Linked DNA regions of Mus musculus: region 1 is linked to region 2. The links are chromatin contacts, called in public HiChIP or PLAC-seq maps. All regions are on one chromosome and are shown on one strand. The core of a region is the stretch at or near the end of the contact, and the rest is flanking DNA. Distances in the headings are between cores, read along the strand shown. Region 1 has its middle 7.6 kb from the start of Gm8439. Region 2 overlaps Scmh1 (sex comb on midleg homolog 1).

The links. HiChIP or PLAC-seq counts read pairs in DNA pulled down with a chosen protein or histone mark.
Region 1: a contact with region 2 is called in an HNF4G HiChIP or PLAC-seq map of pancreatic cancer cells. The contact joins two enhancer-like sites. A contact is called at or near these places in 1 of 39 promoter capture datasets (macrophages), 1 of 115 datasets of contacts at active chromatin or transcription factors (pancreatic cancer cells) and 1 of 9 other capture datasets (adipose tissue).

Annotation. Positions count from the first base shown.
Region 1 is chr4:120,577,519-120,584,715 of GRCm38.p6, reverse strand. No RefSeq gene overlaps it. Among named protein-coding and RNA genes, the nearest start is that of Gm8439, 7.6 kb to the left of the region's middle. Within about 2 kb of position 2,960, at least 11 of the 459 cell types and tissues checked have an H3K27ac peak or open chromatin away from gene starts, as enhancers often do. A contact at or near this core is called in pancreatic cancer cells, where this site is marked.
Region 2 is chr4:120,516,219-120,523,127 of GRCm38.p6, reverse strand. It overlaps Scmh1 (sex comb on midleg homolog 1), which reads right to left. Exons shown (of 18, transcript NM_001379185.1): 14 at 6,051-6,242; 15 at 479-673. Among named protein-coding and RNA genes, the nearest start is that of Slfnl1, 13 kb to the left of the region's middle. Within about 2 kb of position 5,572, at least 115 of the 459 cell types and tissues checked have an H3K27ac peak or open chromatin away from gene starts, as enhancers often do. A contact at or near this core is called in pancreatic cancer cells, where this site is marked.

The DNA.
Region 1 (7,197 bases), core at 1,711-4,210, 64 kb before region 2:
CAGACTGGTCTACAAAGTGAGTTCCAGGACAGCCAAGGCTACACAGAAAAAACCCTGTCTCGAAAAACAAAACAAACAAAAAAACCAAAAAAACAAAAAACAAAAATAAAATTCATTACTACTTCATAACTGTAATTTTCTACTGCTATGAATTGTAAATATCTGATATGAGATCCCTGTGAAAGTCATTCAACACTCCCAAAAGTACACAACGCACTGGATTTACCCAGGCATTTCTCCTTTTCTGACTTTAATCTGTAACTATTCACTATGCTCCTTAGGTTTCACAGTCACTTTAAACTCTGTGCTACTCAGCCAACATTGGATCTAGAGATGTCTTGGGAAATCCATCCCCCAATATTAATATGTGTTAGCAACCCCTACAGATTCAAAGAAAAGAGGCTTTTATAAGGATGAAGTTACAAATGTTTATCTGTGAATCAGTTGGAATTATGTGAGACAGAAAGAAAAGTTATTGCAGCTATAGAGAGCTGTGTCTGCGTGTGAAGAAAAATTCAACATGACTTGAAGACAATGAACTAAAGTGCCATTGTGTTCTGATGCCTTTTGTATCGTCTCAACCAATCCAGCATTGCATATTGTCCATGAAAGAAGAGGCAGAGATGTTAGATCAGAGAAGCAGAGAAGGGGCCAGGAAGGCACTCTCCAACGACCCTAATTGTATTAAGAACAAGAGAACCACTACTGACCATGGCGGGTGGGGTGTGATGGATGTGGCTGCCATTTGCAGGCTCCGCATTGTGCAGTTTCTTGTCAATGCTCACTATGGCCAGGAATTTAAAGGAAGGATAATTAGAAAAACATATCCAAGGATTTTGTAGCCATTTCAAGCATAAAATCCAATATAGAAAACCTATTTGGAGAAGAAAGCTGATTTTTTTCATAAAAACTCTGAAACTATATTACTTGGACATTTTATCCTAGTTAAATATTTACTGCCTTTTGAAACTTTCTTTTTATGTGACCTATTAAAGAAAATGTGACCAGGAAAGTCCTTAACCGACTTTGACAACACTAGACTTTCTTTAATGTGTCTTAAAATACTTCCATACCATATTCCACAAGTCCCACCTATGATGTGTGAAACACTAGGGACAACCCAGTTAAAATAATTGTCCTGCTACAAAATGATGTTGGTTTAAAATACAGAATTGTATTTCCCTCTCCACTGACAACCATCCCAGGATGATGGAGGGACTCCGAGAGACAGTATTCAGCTGGTTCCCTCCAGCAGGGAGGCAGCAGGATGCCTTCTGTACTCTGCTCATTGTACCCAGCCTGCATTGTGAGTTATTTTCTCAGCCGCCCAGTTCTCTACATTTCCAAAAAGAGCAGCACTCTTAGAGCCAGACAAACGCATATTGCCTGCCCCATCTCTGTTGATTAAAGCTGGAGGTCCGGCTAGGTGCTTATCCTTTCTAAGACTCAGTTTCCACATCTGTGAAATTGGGAGAAGAGGGACAAAAACCTAAATGGCATCTTCGAGAACCAAATGAGGAAGGCAGGGAGAGCGCGAGCAGATGGGAGCTCATGCTTTCCTTCGTTGTCTAGTGCAGCATCTGTACCAATGTCTGCCTAGTGCATTAGTGTCGGTGGTGAGGAACCGAAGTTAATGAGACGTTAGCCTCTGGCCCAGTGGTCTCTTGGGCACAGATCTAGTAATCAACACACACACACACACACACACACACACACACACACACATCACCACACCAAACCAACTAACAAACAAAGCAAAACAACCAACAACTCCTCCCATGAGTGATTTAGGTACTGATTTGGACAGAGTCACGTGTCCTGGAGGACTAGGGACCTGGGCAGGGGACTCACAGCATCTGCCACACTTGCTAATGTTATTTTTTTTTTTTTTACATCATTTGTGAAACACGGGGGCGGGGTGGGGGGAAGCCTGGTGTGGAGGGTGGAGGGAAGTGGAGTGGAAAGGGCATTTAGTGAGGCATACTTGCTTCTAGACCTGAAATGGTAGCCAGGATGCCGTGAGCTCCTGCAACCTGTAGAAATAGTTTATCTTGGTTGCCTGGCCTGGAACGGAATTTCCCAGTCTCCCCTGAACCTGAGCTACAATGAGGAGGTATGCATTCAGCCGAAGAAACCAACCCCAAGTTTTCATAGCATAAGCAAAGTAGAGTTTCTGCCTCTCCGGCCACTTGTCCAAGCATGAGCAGTGCAGGCCTGGTGTGTCTGGCTGGAAGACAGGCAGATGTGAGGACAGAGACGGAGTGGCAGAGAGTGCTGCTGGTATGTGGCAGCAGCTCCAACGTGTCCTTCCTCTGCCACGTGAGGAACTCCTCTTCCCACACTCTGCCTCTGTGGGCCACAGAGGTACCAACCAGGTGCCACTCACTCAAGCTGCAGCCGTCTTCCCCACTGGTGCCCTTCCCTGAGGCTGGCTGTCCTCAGCTGCGATAGCTCCTCAGGAGGACTGTAGCCTCCCCTCGCTTCCCCGGCTCTCCATTCATTGTGCGGGGCCTAATTCCTACATTGCTCTATCGGTGCAAGTCAAAATGATCTCATTCCCTCATTAGTCTCCTGACTCTTTTTGTTTTGTGTTGTGTTGTTTTAAGACGAATTTTCTCAGTTTTCCATCTTACTTGCTGCTTCTTGAAGTTTACTCTTATATGCTTCCCTGTTCTGCCTGTGTGGATCTCAGTGTAAAAATAATGAGGTTTTGATGTGTTTGCTCAGTCCTCGTTCATGTGCAATGAGTGTTCTGTTCCCTTAGTGCCCTACGCCTCCGACCTCCTGGTGGAACCCAAGGTCCACCTCCCTTCGTCACATCCCTTACTTTTCACTACCCTGGCCTCACCTGACTTCCTCTCTGGAATGACCTCTGCCCATCCTTGGAGACTCTGCTCTGGGAAGGTTTCTGGGCGTGCTGGTAGGTGATGCGCACCCCCGTGGGTTCCAAGGCATTTGATCACCTCCCCCACCAGTGCCCTAACCGCTGGATCCCAAACTGTATCTGTAACTTTGGTGACTCAGGTAGTGTCTGGCAGGAGGAAAACCCCAATAAATGCAAGGTCAATGAATAAACAAAACACACCCATTCTACTGACTCCTTTGAATTGCTTGTATAATCAAAGGAAGAGAAAACAGGGCTTGGTGGTACATTCTTCTCTTAGCCATACTTGGAAGGCAGACTCAGAGGATCAGGACCTCAGGGCCAGCATTGGCTATATAGCAAGTTGGAGGCCAGCCTAGAAAACAACAAAACAAAGACCAAAAAAGCTCTAACTAACTAACTAACTAACTAACTAACTAACTAACTAACTAACTAACTAACTAGTGAGTGAAAGGGAGAAAGAGAACATAGGGGCCTGAGAGAGAGCACACAGGTATAACTCACTTTGCTCTATAAAAATCTCTAAAAAATGGAAAGATTGACACATTTAGACAATGATCCTCAGAGGGTTTTTTTTGGGGGGGGGGTTGTTTGGTTTTTTTGTTTGTTTGTTTGTTTGTTTTCGAGACAGGGTTTCTCTGTGTAGCCCTGGCTGTTCTGGAACTCACTTTGTAGAAATCCACTGCCTCTGCCTCCCTAGTGCTGGGACTAAAGGCGTGCACCACCACTGCCTGGCGATTCTCGGAGGTTTGATAACATTATCTAAGTTTAGCTTTAAAAAGGCACCCCACACACTCATGTACCTAAACCCACAGGAACCCTCCCCCATGCCCATCCCCCATTCTCCACCCCCAAAAGAACACTGAGAGACCAAACCAATGGAATTAGAGGTCAAGGCTGTGGCTATGATAGAATGGCAACTCAAGGGGACCGAGGGAGCTTCCAGGCTTCTGTTGGTGTTGTTTCAGGGTCTGCTGTCCAAGTTCCGTAGGTGGGACAAATATGGAGAATTTATCAAATTATGTTCTAACAATTTTTATGCTTTCTAAAAACGTCAAAACAAATACTTTTAAAACTGTAACATTTAAACATACAATAGATTTTTCATCTTTTGACACATATTTACTTATGTATTGGTCATTTGTGTGTAGGCTCACCCACGTCATGGGATATATGTTCTTTACCTGCTCAGCCATCTCACCAACCCTCCGAATATAATATTAAACTTCATAGCATGAAATAAAAAACTACAAGCTCCAAACTTCTTTCTTCAGGTTGTCTTTAGTGTGCAAAGTGATTCAAACTCAGAAACAGATGGGAGTTTTTGTTTCTTTGAGCTCAGATCAGTTAAATGCATGTTGAATGCAGCTATTTGAAAACGTTGACTCACTTAAAAAACTCTCACATGCAATGGGAAGTGCTTATTATGTGAACATGAGGGCTGTTGGATGCCCTGTTTTCCACCAGGTTTCAAACACACCTTTCATGTGCTAATGACAGGAGTAGGAGCTGTTGCTCATGGAGATAGAATACATCTCTTAGATAGATCTTGGGTGCAGATGTCTGGAGCCTGGCCCAGAATCTGAAATTACAACTATTGAGTTTTATACACACACAATAGCTCCAGTGAGTGCTTGGTGGATGCAAAATCTCTTGATTTTTCTCTCCACTTGACGTCATTAGGTTAGCTCACTGGGTGCTATGGCAGCTGGGAGAGTGCTGGGTGTATAGTGGGTGCCCAGAGCACATCGACACACTGATCCATGACAATACCCAGGCCACAAACCACCCTTGGGACACCCTTGGGCCTGGCAATGCTCAAGACCCTCCAATTATTGGCCTGAGCTGATGCAAAGATGGTTTTTGTGGTGTTTTCTAAACAACTGAAATACAATAATTGGTTTGCTTTCAAGAATGTTGATTTGTCTTGGTCAAATAGATGGATAAAAGCCAGACCATGGAAAAGTTTACAGCCACAAGGTAATTTCAGAACCATAATTTAGTTCATAATTGAGGGGCTGATATGTGCCCAGCTCTGTACTGGGAATGGTGGACATAATGCTGGGTTGTTTTTGTTTGTTGGAGAGTTGGAGACTGAACAATTAAAAGCACTCTCTTGTAGAGAACCCAGGTTCAGGTCCCAGTACCCACATGGTGGCCCACAACAATCTATAACTCTAGTTCCAGGGAATCCAACATCCCCTTCTGATCTTCCTGGGTACCAATACACACATGGTACACATGCATACATGCAGGCAAAATACTCAAACATAAAATTAAATAAATCTAAAACATTTATTAAAAGAAAAACTCCAAAGATTCCCCCCAAACAAAAGCAAAAAGAGTGTTGTTTCTAGAGCTGCCATATTGGAAAGGGGGTACCATTTGGTTGAGATACCATTAGGCTTGGGGAGGGTGGTTGAAGGTCATCTTCCAGGTCTGTCCTATAATGGATATAGTTTCATGTAGTCAACATTCTTGGGGTGGTTCTGGAACCTGTGAAGTTGAGGGTTGGCTTTACCTACTCTTCCTGCGGCTCTAGAACCAAAACAAAGCATTTTGTTCCCTTGGTCTAGAAAGCAGAAATCCGTATATAATCTGGCATGTTGTATGTGCTGGGACAGGAAAATCAAAAGAGGTTCTGCAGGTCAGAGGAAGGCTACCTACTACCCCTTTAATACCTGCCAACAGGGGGAGAGATGATAAGATGGACTCACAGATGTCTACTAAGTAGCCTAAGCTTGTGGCTGTCCTAGTCAGGGATGGTCCTTTATATTTTTATTATCCCAAGTCAGATCATATTATGCAAAAAATTCATGTTTGTACTTGCCCATTTCTCTTTTTGGATTTTTCAAGACAGGGTTTCTTTGTGTATTCCCAGCTGTCCTGGAACTAGTTCGGTAGACCCAGTTGGCCTCACACTCACCTGCCTCTGCCTCTGTCCTGGAGTTAAAGGCTTGTGCCACCACCATCTGGCAAGATTTTTTTTAAAAAGTGAGGGTCTAATGCCACCCAGGCTGTGATTTTGCTAGATATCTAAGGATGATCTCATTCCTAAGCCTTCTGCCTCTACCTCCTGAGTGTTGGGAGTACAGGTGTGTGTGGCCACACTCAGTTCTACGTTAGAGATTGAAAGCATGGCTTCGTGCATGCATGCTAGGTAAGAACTCTGTCAACTCAGCCACATCCCCTGTACATGATTTTATAAAGTGGTTTTCCCCGTAAGTGTGTTGGATTAACTATGAGTACATGATCATACTGTATGGTCACAGACTCTGTCAGGGTATATTATTAAAGGCCTCACACAGGACAGATATCTTTGACAGAGCATTCTCACATCTCATAGTGTTCCCTGCAAAGGGCATTGAGGTGAATATAAAATTCACCCTCTTGCCTAACTGCTGGCTGTAGGCCTTCTGCATTTAACTTGAATACATAACAGCTTCCTTCCATCTATCTCAGAGTTAACATTAGGTCCACAGTACTTCATTAACCTAGTGTCCAGGAAAAAGCATCATAGAGGAATAGCAGTGGACACTTTATGCCTGTCCTGAGCAAGCCAGCATCACGGTGTGCACACCTTCACTTCCTGTGAGGCTGTTTTGACAAATTTTCACTTGGTGATATTACTATGAGCTTATATCTCAAGTCATTATGAAGAACAGGCCGGTGACTCTTTCCTGTGTGTCCTCTCCATGAAGACTAGATGGGGGGATTGATTTCTGAGGTCAGAGGTGGGAATAATGGTCTTTTATTTATTCAATAACCATTTGCTGAGTATCTATTATATACGGATACTATGAGACACTGTGGATAGACTTTCAAATGTAGTAGTGAAGACACAACTCAACTTACCAATTAATTTCATAAAGTATCACAATTTCGACATCTGTTACTAGGAAAAACCGGAGGGGCTTAAGGATGCAAGAAAGGGAATCCAAGAGCCAATAGGTGTTGAGGGTGGGATGTTTCTCGTGAGCAATTATTATGTTTTCAACTCATTCACCCTGGTTCTTTTCACTTTGGCTTTTAGAAAGCTTAAATAATGGAAAGGCTAAGAAGTTAAGTTTGCAGATCACCTCTGAAAAAGTCTGTGATCTGATTTCATTTCACTTGTGGAACAACTATTAACTAAAAGCCTACTATGTGCTGGGACCGGGGAGACACTGAGCAAACAAAAGAAATGAACATAGAGCCAATAAACAAGGGGGCGATGTGGATGAAGAAGTGAACCATTAAAGGATGATGGTCAAATGCTGTGCTTGGGACTCAAGCATCACTGGCAATAAGCATGGCTGGCTTTCAGTTGGGAA
Region 2 (6,909 bases), core at 4,323-6,822:
CTCAAGTCCAGGTTCAAGCCAGCACTCCGTTATTCAGATAGAGTTCTGTTTGTGTCTTGCCTCTGATTACCACTGGTAGCCTAGCTCTGCCAGCATGATCAACTCTAAACTCATCAGTTTGGAAGTTTTCCATACTATAAGCCCTAACTCTGACACTGTTTCAGCAATGCCAAAGCCATACAGTCCTCATGCGGCTGATTCTATGCTCTGCCTTTAGCTCCATTCTGTCCCTTTTTGTTCTAAGTCTTTGGCTCCCAATTTATGGGGTTTTTTTTTGTTTGTTTGTTTGTTTGTTTTTAAACCAAGCCCAGAATACCAATAACATCGCAGATGGCTGGGCAAGGCACAAAGGTGAGTATAGCCCCAGTCCTAACACCCAGTAGGGCAGCAAAACTAGTTCCCCTTAGTACTCTCTGATCCCAGGAACAAGGGAAGGAAGGGCAAAGTCATGAGGCCCACAGAGCCCTAATCAGCTTACCCTTAGAGCAGAGCCTACGCACAGCAGAGACAGTGCTTAATGGGAGGCCACAGGAGGGAAGCAAGGGCCGATAGCCAGGAGTCCGAAGGTTTTGGGATGTGCTGACAAGGTTGGCAGGCTTCAAGGCAGAATCCATCAGGTCTGAGTGTGTCTCCAAGGACCGGGCCAGGCTATTCCCCAGGACAAAGGTTTCACCTGGAAAATAATAAAACCAGAGTTAAAGTAGGGACTAGCTTGGAGGGACTGGCAGAATGCTGGCTCCAGGTACCTTCCTGAGTGGAACAAGAGGCAGCAAGACATAAAGCCCTACAAGGACTCAGGACACCTGTGTATCACTCCTGTTTCTGGCTCAGGAGCTCAGGACTTGGATTCCTCCCTGGACTCTCTTTCTAGACTGTTCCTTTTGGCCTGAGATAGTAGTAGTTCTTCCTTTTCTGGATAAGGACAACTGAAAAGGAATAGAGTTACTTTAGGCGGAAGATAATTCTTTAGTCCTAAGATGCTACAATGAGGATAAGGGCTGTGGGAAGGATGCAAATGCTCAGAGGAGGCTTCTGGATGTGTGTGCCCATGCACACACACGTCGAGGCCAGAGGATCCTGAGTGTCTTCCTCTAGCATTTTCTGCTTCATTCTCTTGAGACAGGATTTGTCACTGAGCCTGAAGTTCACTGTTTTTTGAACTAGGCTAGCTGGCTAGTGAGATCCCAAGATCTGCTTGTCCTTGACCCCCAATGTTGGAGTTACTAGCACATATAGCCACAATTACTTTTTAACGTGGGCAGTAGGGATTCAAACTCAAATCCTCACTATTTCAGAGCACGTGCTTTTAATTACTGAGCCAGTAAATCCCGACAGGAGGGTTCTTTAGAAGCAGATGCTGATCAGCAGGACATCTCAGAAATACTCCATGACAGCTGATTAGAAGCCTGTCTGCAGAGAACCTGTTCCTTCGATGCCCCTAGTCCTTTATCTGTACTGACCTTGTTCCACAGAAACATTCCAAGAAGCCAGGGGAGCTCAGGCACAGGGACTCAGATCAGGGTAAGAACTTGACTCTGACACTTAGCAGACTGCTTCTTACTACACTGTGGGAAACCCTGAGACGTTTATCCACACACAGGAAGCCTTCCAAGGGGTTTGTGAACATCTGAAAGCCTTTGAGAAGGGAATCCCATGACAATTATGCACCTCTATGGACAATATCAGACAGCAGGACCCAGTCACCAGGTTGTGGATCTAACCTAAAGCTTAGGATGGTATACTGACTAGTCTTATGCAACTTGATACAACCTCGAGTTATAGGATAGGAGAGACTTTCGGTTGAGAATGCCTCCATAAGATCATTTTGATGGGGGAGGGCCCAGCCCACTGTGCACCGTGCCGCTCCTGGGCTGGTGGTCGTGGGTTCTATTAGAAAGCAGGCTGAATAAGCCATGCGGAATATAATATTCTCTAGATTCAGTGGTTCTCTGACCTCTACTTGAAAAAAACTGCTCATCTACCCACCCTCAATGACTGACTGTTCTCGTAGAAGATTTTTGGCAAATATGTCACTGTTGAGAGTTCTAATGGCTAAAATGCCCTCTTTTTTTTTTTTTTTTAAAGCTGAAATCTGTCTTCTTACAAATTGTCCCCCATGTTCTACTCTCTGTACTCTGAGTCTTGCCTGTCTTCCCAGGTTCCTCTGGGAGTATTTGTTACCCATGACTTTTCTCCATATTTATTTCCCACCCTTTCCCCTTTCCTCGCTCACTTGCTTGCTACCTTCCACTAGGAATGCTTGTAAGGTACCTCCTTGCAGTAAGATCTAGAGAAGAGCTGCCTTTTATTGATGGTGTGTATACACAGCAAGGACCTCATTTCTGCCCGCTGATATCCAGCAGAGCAGTGGCACAGCCTCATTTGTCCAACATCACAGCAGAAAAGCTAATTTACACTACCACGATGGCTAGAGAGCTTCCATCTCTGTCTGGATAGATAAGCAAGCTGACTCCCAGAAAAAGGGCGCTGAGGATGGATGGATGATTATGCCAGAAACAACTCAAGTCACTGAGTACTGGGAACAAAGGAACTACTTCCCCTAGCACATGGCAGCCCAGAAATCTCAAAGCAGCAGATCTAGAAGTTAATGCAAGGTAGATTCCAATCATAGCTAATGTCAATAGCCATAGTAACTAGCTGAATTAAAATAAATGTCCTGCCTCATGTTGCCATTATTTTAGGGAATCCAAAGGAGCCCCTTCACATGCCTGGTACTTGACCCAGAACACGTAACGCTGCAGAAGGGATTCTACTGTTAGCCTGCTCTCACTCAGGAGTCCTCTCATCCACTGCCTTTCATGCTCTTTGCTGATCATAAGCAGCTGGGCTGGAGCATCTCTGATCCATGCTTTCTCTCTTAGCTTCAGAGTGCAGGAGTTGAGTGAGTCTGTATTACCTCTGTCTCCTAAAATCCAATATGGAATCTGTCAAAGAGTGAGGATTTATAAATGTTTGATGACCTAAAGCTAAAATGCCTGGACTGGGTTCTTCAAAATGCCAATCAGAGAAGACAGAAAGAGTAGAGAACAGCTCTAGATAAAAGAAGATTAATAGACAGGAGAGTAAAAGGCACCAAATGATCCAATAAAAATCTCTTACTGGATTCTAAATTATAGAAAACAAAGCAAAACAAAAACAGCTACAATAGACATCATTGAGATGACTGGGAAATTTTTCATCTGGATGATATAATAGCCCAGGAGTATTTTATTTACATTTATTTTCTTTTTAAAGATTTATTTCTTTATTTTATTTACATGAGTGCACTGTAGCTGTCTTCAGACACCCCAGAAGAGGGCATCAGATCCCATTACAGATGGTTGTGAGACAACATGTAGATCTCTCCAGCCCCTACATTTCTTGAATACAAAAATTAATGTTCTTCTTTCTGCCCTTCCACCACCCTTTCTGCCTCCCACTTTCCCTTCTTCCCTCTTCACTCTTTCTGACGCAGGGTTTCACTGTGTACCTCAGGCTACCCTTTAACGTGTGAACCTCTCCCCTCAAATTCCTGAGGGCTGGGATTACAGGTATGTGCCTGTATTCTATGCTCTTTAAAAGAGGTATGTAGAAAAATATTTTTTTTAAGATTTATTTATTATTGTATCTAAGTACACTGTAGCTGTCTTCAGATGCACCAGAAGAGGGCGTCAGATCTCATTATGGGTGGTTGTGAGCCACCATGTGGTTGCTGGGATTTGAACTCAGGACCTTCGGAAGAGCAGTCGGTGCTCTTAACCACTGAGCCATCTCTCCAGCCCCTAGAAAAATATTTTACTTGTTAGCTGGGCCATGGTGGCACCTGGGAAGAAGAGGCAGGTAGATCTCTGTGAGTTCAAGGGCAGCATGGTCTATAGTCCTAGTTCCAGGGCCACACAAAGAAATCCTGTCTTGAAAAACCAAAACAAACAATCAAGATAAAATTTCACTTGCAGTTAATTCTTGTGTGTTAAATAAACAAAAGTCATGTACATAGATATGTATTAAATATATAGATACCAGTATATGTGTGAACAGTGCAACAGAGCAAATGCTACAAAAAGTTAAAAGTGACTCTTCGTGAAGATGCGTTTTACTTTTGTTGTAATTTTTCTATAGGTTTGAAAGTTTCTAAAATAGAGCAGTGAGAACAGTAAATCTCAGTTCAGGTAAGGAAACTTAACAGGATATGAACTTTTGATGGTTCTCTGTTACATTGTAAGTACATGGTCAGCTGAGCCAAGTCCACAGATGTCGTAGGGCAAGGTGGTGGCAAGGCAGGAAGGGGAAAGGGCTCCAGGAAATGTGGGGGAATGGCAACAAAACAGGTTTAAAGGAAAAACAAACAAAAAAAGCTACAGATACTAATGGGGCTCTGCAGAGGGCCGGTAAATAACCAGAAAAATATAGGTGCCAATGAGGTATCAGAGCAGAGGAACAGGCAGGCAGAGAAGACAAGCTACAGAGAGGAGGAGTCAGAAGTCTAGACAAAGGCCTGGCTTGTCTGGGCACAGTTAAAACTACTAGTAAGAAGTAAACAGAAGGCAGGATGCAAGTAGACAACATGCTGAAACCTCCCATGAAGAACAGCTTGGTGGGCAGAGAGGCTCAGAGTTGGTGCAGCCTGTCTGACATGGGGTTGATGGGACACAGTCACAGCTAGAAAGGGTACCCCTACTCTTCTTCATGACTAGAGGCCCACTGCGGGCATGCCCCCAGCAGCCGCTGTACTTTCCCAGTTCATGAGGGGCAGTGTTCTAAGTTTCTTCTCTTTGTGCAGCTCCCTCTCATGCACCTCCTCTTTCAGATTTCCAGTCAGGCCTTTCATTAGGGAAACAGAGCCCAGGGCTCCCAAATGACAATGGCTGAGAATATTTAACACGTTGTCTTTGTCTGTTCCAACTCCAGCCTATCCAATACAACATTCTAACTGAAGGACTGTTCTTATAGGTTCTGATGTTTAAAAAAAAAAAAAAAGCAATTTAGAGCAGGTAGTTTAAGAAGTTTCCTCTGAAGAAAAGAACCACCTGAGAGGCATGAGACAGCTGCAGGGCCCAGATGTTTGGTTGACATGCAGGCAAAGGAGTAGTTTAGGTATCTTTTCACCTCAAATCACATAAGCAATCCTCATTTGTGGCAGAAGTATAGAGGGGTCAGAGGAGACTGGTTGTGTGGTCTCTTCCCTGAGTACATTCTCTAGAAGTGATACTTTCGTCAGAAGTCTTTTCATTAAGAGTCTGATGAAAAGACATCAGGAAAGGGAGTGTGGGAGTGAGACCCATGCAGAAGCCCCAGGCACCTTTCAGACTCACGAACCTGAGATAGACAGAGTAGCCCCAGGCTGACGTACCTCCTCTCTACTCAGGGCACCATCACAGGTGTCTTTTAAAGAACAATTCCTCCCATTTAACAGCAACCTACCTCTCTCTGTTTGGACCAAGCTTTCCTCCCTCCCTCGGTTCTGTGTCCTGTATTCCAGATCAGAGCTGCCGAGCTCCACTCATTCTTCAAGCACTCTGGGAAGTGCTTAGTCACTGACCTAGCCACGTGGCATCCGCTTTCTCATTGTGGCTCTGGTATGTTAACTAAAAAGTTATTTTCCAGCCTAGTTGGAAACAGCAGGAACTTGAATGGACTTGTTAGACTGGCAATGCTAGAAGTTAGGGCCACATGCCAAAGAAAAGAATGGATGGCCAATCAAAAGGAACAACTTCCTCCATCTCTAGCCTAAGAGTAAACCTTGTAGCTAGCAAAGGAGAGCTGCATGAGGCCTCTGATTCATACTGAGAGATGTGCTGGGGCTTCTTGGGCTGCACAGAAGGAACCCATAGGACAACTTCTCGAGACAGGGGTCCAGAGGAAAGAGAGATTCTAGAGTGACAGCAAAATTCTGAAGACTTAAAGTGGCAGAAACCCAAAACCCCCTAGATTAACCCAGATGTGGCAAGGGTAAAGGGCAGAAACCAGATCTCCGGAGTGTGGGTGCTAGGCTCGCAGGCGCTCCTGGCTGCACAGCCACAGCTCAGCCCAGTCCCCATCCCAGCTCCTACCTGGTAGGTACCTGTCGTGGTTGTGATTATACTCTGTGGCAGTGAGTGATAAGTGAGTCTGTGTAAAGGGCTGGTTGCCAAACAGATTGTCACTTCGAAGGTTGTGGCAGAGCTTCTCCAGGAAACGGAGGACATAGGTGATGCTGTTGACTGCTGGGAGGTTCAGAGTGTGCTGTTCCCGGTCAAACACGGCTGTGGAGTCAAGTACACAAAGAAGTAAGTTGTACAACGATGGGTCGTGCCGGCTGGAGAAGCTCAGCTCATGTGTGTCTTAGGCTTGGCAGGTTACAAAAGGCAGTGCCAGGCTGCTTGCCCACTTGTTTTCTTCCTGCTCTTTTCCTTGCTCAAGGGCTTTGATTTTTGCCTCTAACTCCAAAGGGCGTGTAATCATGGGAGTGCCAGGCCAGGTCTGTTGCACCCTCAGGGCTCTGGTGTGGTCTGACTCAACCTGTGCAAACAACTATGAACATAATGCTATCTGCTTCATCACCTGGCTGGGCCTCTTTCAGGAAGTGCGCTCACCTAGGGTGCTGTGTTCACAAGAAATCTGCCCAACAACAGGGAGGCTATGCCGAAATAATACTGCTGTTGTTAGCAGCGGCCTAGACATACAATTTCCAATCTACATCAGGATACTGGATTTGGACAACATTGGGAAATGTTTCACACTTGTTATTTTTACATACTAATTTCTATCAAAATATTGTCATAATTTTTAAAAAGCAAAAGGCTCATGTAAGTGTCTTTGAGGGAAGTGAGGAAATGGAAATCTGGGGAGATAAATCACTCAAGAAAGTTTTAAAGAGGAAGAACTCTAGGCAGTAGAGGTGAAGAGCAACTGCAGGCAGTTAGGACACCT